Regions from separate parts of the Anas platyrhynchos genome. Here region 2 is linked to region 1. Evidence: chromatin contacts called from public Hi-C data. All regions are on one chromosome and are shown on one strand. The core of a region is the stretch at or near the end of the contact, and the rest is flanking DNA. Distances in the headings are between cores, read along the strand shown.

Region 1 (2,983 bases), core at 204-2,703:
GCTGGGCATTGAGCACGGCTCATGCTGTGGAGAGCTGGAGGCGCGGACCTGCGGGCTTGTACGCATGCTCAGGGTGAGGTTGATAAGGCTTTGCTCTGCTGGGGCCTACCCAGCTGAAGATGCTGCCTGGAACACATGCAGAGTGATGTACAAGGACAAATTCGGCTTTAATGTTTCTGTTACATTAGCAGTGTAACTGTGTCAACAGGAAAGTATTGGATACATTTGGATAAGAAAGTATCCACTTTACTAAAGCTATTACAGCGAAAACACAATAACCTTTGTATTTTCCATGTTTGCTTAAGCTTTATTTTTAGCTCGAGTTGTAAATCTGATGTAAATAAATTATGATATATGATATACTATAGGAAGCCACTCACCGTGGAGCTATTATTAAATAGCTCAGTATAGTACAGGTAAATGCACAACACGGTCACGAGTGTTCAGGCCCCACTAGCTGGAAACGCCCTGAACTATGAGCTTTCCATCACTTTCATTTGGAAGCTATTTTGCACGAATGCTAACACAGTTAATCTGTGAGAACTTTATCTGTTATCTATAAAATATCAAGGAAGGAAAAAAAAAATTAGAAGCAAAGCATTTTGCCTATGGCATAAAATAGAGAATATGGCTGGAAGCCCAGGGAAAGTCAGGCTGTATTCTGCGTGCACCAGGTTCCTGAGGCGGCTGCAGCCTGAGCTACCTGTGCCCCCAATTTTCTGCCCTCCCAGTAAGTGTTATCTCTGCACATCTCAGTGATATGCTGCGGAGCTTAAAACACCCCAATTTCCATCAACATCGGAGCTGTGCATGGGGGTGTTGTGTGATTCAGGAGAGCACAGGAGACCACTGCTTTGCCCAGCAGCCTCCAGGCCAGCTGCTTTCTGGAAATGCTCCAATCCCTGAGTGAATTAAGAAAAATAGAGGAGGTTGAGCGAGCAAGGAGGAGAAACACGCAGAGTAATGATGACACGGTGGATTTATTCTCCTGAGGGGGGCTTGCTTGTGGAGGAGGTGGGGATGGCCAGAAGCCCTGTCCTACAGACCTCACCTGCCCACCTCTCACAGAGGCTGGGGTTAGCAGTGAGCAGTGTTTGCTACCAAGCAACCTGAAGCAGAAGGTTTTTAGCATGCTATTACAATTACAAATAAATAAATAAATAAATAAGGGCTTATTCTGATTGAAAGCCTCCCTTAGGAATGCGGCTTGTTTTGGGCAAAACAGCCGGGCTTGTCTCCCGGCAGGGGGTACCGCCGGCATCAGGAATTCCTGTCAGCGGGCGGTTGGGTTGGGGGGAGGAGGACGGCGGGCCAGACCTCGGCCGGGGGGGCTGACAGACAGACAGATGGACAGACAGACTGACGGACTGACGGACAGACTGACGGACAGACTGACTGACAGGCCGGCGGGCGGGCTGCCGGCTCTCCCCGCCCAGGGCCGGTGTGTGTGTGTGTGTGAGGGGAGGAGCGCCGCCACCTAGCGACTCGGGCACCCAAAATGGCTGGAGAGGGGAGGTGGAGGAGGTGAGAGGGGGGGAGCCGCTGCCTCCGCCTTCTCCTCCTCCTCCTCTTCGTCCTCCTTCTTCCTCCTCGTCCTTCTCCGTCGCCAGGGGACCCTCCCCTCCCCTCCCCGGCGCGGCGGGGCCGCTCTCCCGGCCCCCCGGCACCATGTCGGCCGGCCAGGACGAGAGCTCGGTGCGGGTGGCGGTCAGGTAAGAAGCGAGCTGTGTGTGTGTATGTGTGTGTGTGTGTGCATAGGGGGGAAAAAGAGCTGTAAAACCCTAAAAATATCGGGGCGAACCGCGGCCACACGCTGCAAACGCTTACTCATCGGGCAGAGGCAGCCCCTCGGCTCCAGCCGTTCGCATGGCGAAGCTCTGCAGGAGCAGCCTAGGATGATAAAGGTTTTTTTTTTCTTCCCCTCATAAACCTTGTACCTAAAATTGCATGGATGGGTCTCCACGAGGCTGCTCACCCTGCATCATGAATAACTCTCGGTAGGAGCCGTAGTGGGAGTGGAGCTTAAATCATTTGGAAACATCAGTGAATTCAAATTGCGCTTTTATCGGAGATAAAAATCTGGTGTTCATCAGTGAACTCTTGGCTCTCCTCGGTTTTCTATGGGAAGGTGTTATTGCATTGTTTGAAGAACTTCCAGATTAGCCCACGGATGTCTTCGCTTTCAAGATACCTTTACATAATTCAAATATAAGAGGAAATATACCTACGCACACATGTAGAAAACATCAATATTTGGGTTTTGGTTGCAATGCTGAATGATGACTTCTTTTTTTTTTTTTTTTTTTTTTCCTTTCAAAAAGATCCTTTATGTTATGTGGTGGTATTTGGAGTATTTGATATTTATAATTATACGCTGGTGCATCTGGAGCGTTGTGCCACGAGGCATCAGGCAGTAGGGGAAGGTCTGTACCTACCGGTTGGTCCTCGCTGCTTCCATTTCACCTTATTAGATAAATTTGGGTTGTGCAGGCAAACGGTGAGCGTGAATCATTTTTTGGGGATAAAGGCTGTAGGGATAGGCGATGCTGCTGAATGCTGTTGTGGGTAGGTGCTCGTGGGACCAACAGTTCAGTGGCACTTTGGGTAGACAGAGAAACGCCGCCCTGCACGCCAACGTGGGGCTTGTGCTGCGGGTGTTCACTGAAGCCTGCCTGCAGTAGTGCTGTCCGCGTGGAGGGATGCTGTTGTGAGTGGTGGCTGCTGAAGCCCTTTTTCACGTCAAAATACAGGGAGGTATTATTCCAGAGCGTAATTAGACCGTGTTTTCAAAAAGGAAAATATGAGATAGGTGTGATTCTAAAAATAGGGCGTGTTGCAGGTTAGCAGACTGCTCTGTCATTTGAAGAAAATATTAAATATCTCCCGAGCCAAAAATAATAGTGATGTAGAAGTTCATTTAAAATACAAAGGGTTGTTGTAACTAGGAATTAAATAAAAGCTACTGGTGCAAATAGGTTTATGG
Region 2 (2,983 bases), core at 208-2,707, 42 kb after region 1:
GTTGTCTATCTCAGGATATTGCGGATATGTCCAGATATCTGGCGCTGATCATCTCTAAGTCAAACAACTGTGTCACCAGAACTGTTTGTAAGAGCCTCCTCAGTATATGTATTGCATAGAGACCAGGAAGAGAGGCTTGGGCTCTGGAAGCTCTAAGCAAACATGCACCATGAACATGTAGAAACACAAAAGGGACCATAGTTAAGTATGTTTTAGCAAGGTAGTACGTTTATTCCTCTGTTTAATCTGCTGTCCTAGGGGGCAGGAAGTATTCTGGGCATTTCACAAAAGAATAGGGAGAAGTGGAGGAGATCTCTTAAATCACTTCTCTGTTCTTCAGAGATATAACTTCAGTAACAGCCTGCACTATTGCAGCAGAGACACATAAAAAATGGGTAAAATAAAGGCTAGGATTTTCAAAAGTGTTTAACAGAGGAAGAAACCCAATAATAGGGAAAAATCAGGAGAAACTGAGCGCATGACTTCCAAGCTGTTTCTGGAAATAACTTTACAAATAGCATTTCTTGACTAATTTTATATCAAATACACCAGCCAATAGTCACTTTTCAAGCCGCTTCTAAAATTGCATTTTTACTGAAATATTATTTTAATTTGACTGAAAACACTTTTTGTTTGGTAGCTCAACTGCTCCCTCTTCTGTACTTCAAGAGAAATCACAGTTTACAGTAAAATGTGCAGATAGCAAATGCAGTTCCAGAGCATTTACAAGGACAGGAAGATATATTATTTCTGTTCCTGCCTGATGTTAATTTTTTTTTCTTCCATCCCTCATTTTTATTTATGTAATATACATGATAAGGCAGGAAAAATTAGTAGTTTGTTGTTAAGGAAGAGTTGCATATTATAACACAACTTAAAATTTCATATCCGTGCTTTAGCAAACGAACTGTGGGAAAGCTAAATTTTAATCAACATGCATTTTTTTTCCTCTGGGAAATCAGATGATTAGATTCCTGCTAGTCTTTTCCATAGCTTTCCAAATTCCACCCCAGGTACTACAGTCCACATTATCCTTTCTCTTTTGCGAATACTTAAAAAGATTTGCTATAGTGATTCAGGTTAAAAGATAGAATATATATTCAGGTTAGAATACATATATAATTCTGTAACAGTTCTGAAGCAACATTTAAGCATTAATGTTTCTTGAATTATTCAAGTTAAAATATGGAGCATGCCCTAGATTTCAGGGAGGCATTTTAAAAACTGGAAAAATAAAAGGAGTAGAATGGCATTTAAAAATGAGTCCACTACAAAATGCAGATAGGAAAGTGGAGTTTGAGTTGCTCAGTTTTTAAGAAAGCTAGCAGAACCAGTTGTCTGAGGCTTAGAAAAGGAATCAAATTCTGAACTGAAAGTACAAGTAGTTCTGATCTCAGAATTATTATTATTTCCTTAATCTAGCATGTTCTTATCTTTATGACTAAACTCCACAAGTCTGGGGAGGTGATGCAATGGTGCACAGGAGGTCTGAGAGAGAATTGCAGAAGCCTAGTCCTTTATATACTGAACCTTTCCCATGTCCTCAGGCTAGTTACTCTTTTTAGTTTAGTTTCCCAGTGTGTAAGGCAAATTTAATCGCTTGCCTCACAAAGGGTTTCAAGGAGTAATTTGTTTTTCTTGATCTGAAATTACAGAAGGTGAAGATCAGATCCAGTCTGCCTAATGCAGATACTGCTCCGTTGCCCTGAAGACATTGCACTCCTAACACAACCACCTAAGCTTCCACGTACAACAAAGAGAAGCACGTTCCTCTAAAGCCTGCTGGGGATGAGCCAGTCACCTCCTATATATGTGTTTTCCCCTGTCTGTTGAGAATTTAGGACATATTGGTGCCATTAAGCTAGGATCTACAGCTGAAGTTCTGGCTCTGACCCCTAGGCGAATAACTAAAACATTATGCTGGAGTGAAAGGCATTTTTTTTCTTTCCTTTTTTTCCACCTTTTCTTTCCCAGTCTTTTTCTTGGAGCAGGTAGCATGTTCTCACCTTGTATATCCCAAGATGGGATGGCTAGAGGGTGTAGAGGAGCCCAGAAAGTGGTTGTTTGTCTTGGGCATGGAGCTCAACTATTGCTCCTTTTTACAGAAGTGCTCCAAGCTTAAGTGGTGTTGCAAAACTTGGAATTAATACATTTCTTGTCAGGTCTACTGAGGATAAGTACTATCTTTTGGGCTTCTTTTGGTATAGCAGATACTTGGAGCTGAAGAATTTAGGCAGTTTGAATCTCAGTAGAAAAGTATAGGTGGAAGACAGATATTTTATGACGTTCTGGGCACATACAGGCAGCTGAAGATGAGTGTTTGGGCAGCTTCCAGATTAAGTGGGAAGGCACCTCATGAATTAATGAGTCCTGGCAACTAACACGATCCAATCACTATTTGAGGCCTCAGGTTGCCTTTAAGTACTTTAATCTCAGTTTACATGGGGTTAGGAAAACCGAGTATAATTTGAAAAAGATTTCTAGGAACATCAGTTAATTGCTTTTATAATTTTATATGTAGAACAATTAATGATCTCTCTCTTATACTATGCTAGGGTGATACGAGGTATTACAGTGCTGGAACTTTGTGGTTGCCAGTCTCCTGCTACAGTGAGCTAGGTCTAGAAAATTCTCACAAGTGTCATGAAATCATTATTCCTTTTTTCACCTTCCATATGAAGACCTGTTAGCCTCTGTACTCTTTTTGTTCTTGATTTGTAAAGCTAATCTATGTTTGTAACTTGCAGTCAAACTCTCATGATAGCGTGTGTGAGCCCGTCAGATCGAGACTTCATGGAAACCTTGAACACGTTGAAGTATGCGAATCGAGCACGAAACATCAAGAACAAGGTGATGGTTAATCAGGACAGGGCTAGTCAACAAATAAATGCTTTGCGCAGTGAGATTACACGGCTACAGATGGAGCTCATGGAATACAAAACAGTAAGTGTATCCTTTTAGGATTTTTTCTGCTCTTCTTGTG

The links. Hi-C and Micro-C count contacts between places; a contact is called where the count stands out from the background.
Region 2: a Hi-C map of F1 follicle shows a contact between it and region 1, with 3 times the contacts expected there. The contact joins the enhancer-like site here to the promoter of KIF21A in region 1. A contact is called at or near these places in 4 of 8 Hi-C or Micro-C datasets (F1 follicle, liver, skeletal muscle and 1 more).

What each region holds. Positions count from the first base shown.
Region 1 is chr1:15,767,272-15,770,254 of IASCAAS_PekinDuck_T2T, forward strand. It overlaps KIF21A (kinesin family member 21A), which reads left to right and starts at 1,454. Exons shown (of 37, transcript XM_027458910.2): 1 at 1,454-1,712. The coding sequence starts at 1,669.
Region 2 is chr1:15,809,279-15,812,261 of IASCAAS_PekinDuck_T2T, forward strand. It overlaps KIF21A (kinesin family member 21A), which reads left to right. Exons shown (of 37, transcript XM_027458910.2): 8 at 2,748-2,943. Among named protein-coding and RNA genes, the nearest start is that of KIF21A, 42 kb to the left of the region's middle. Within about 2 kb of position 1,458, at least 1 of the 8 cell types and tissues checked has an H3K27ac peak or open chromatin away from gene starts, as enhancers often do. A contact at or near this core is called in F1 follicle, where this site is marked.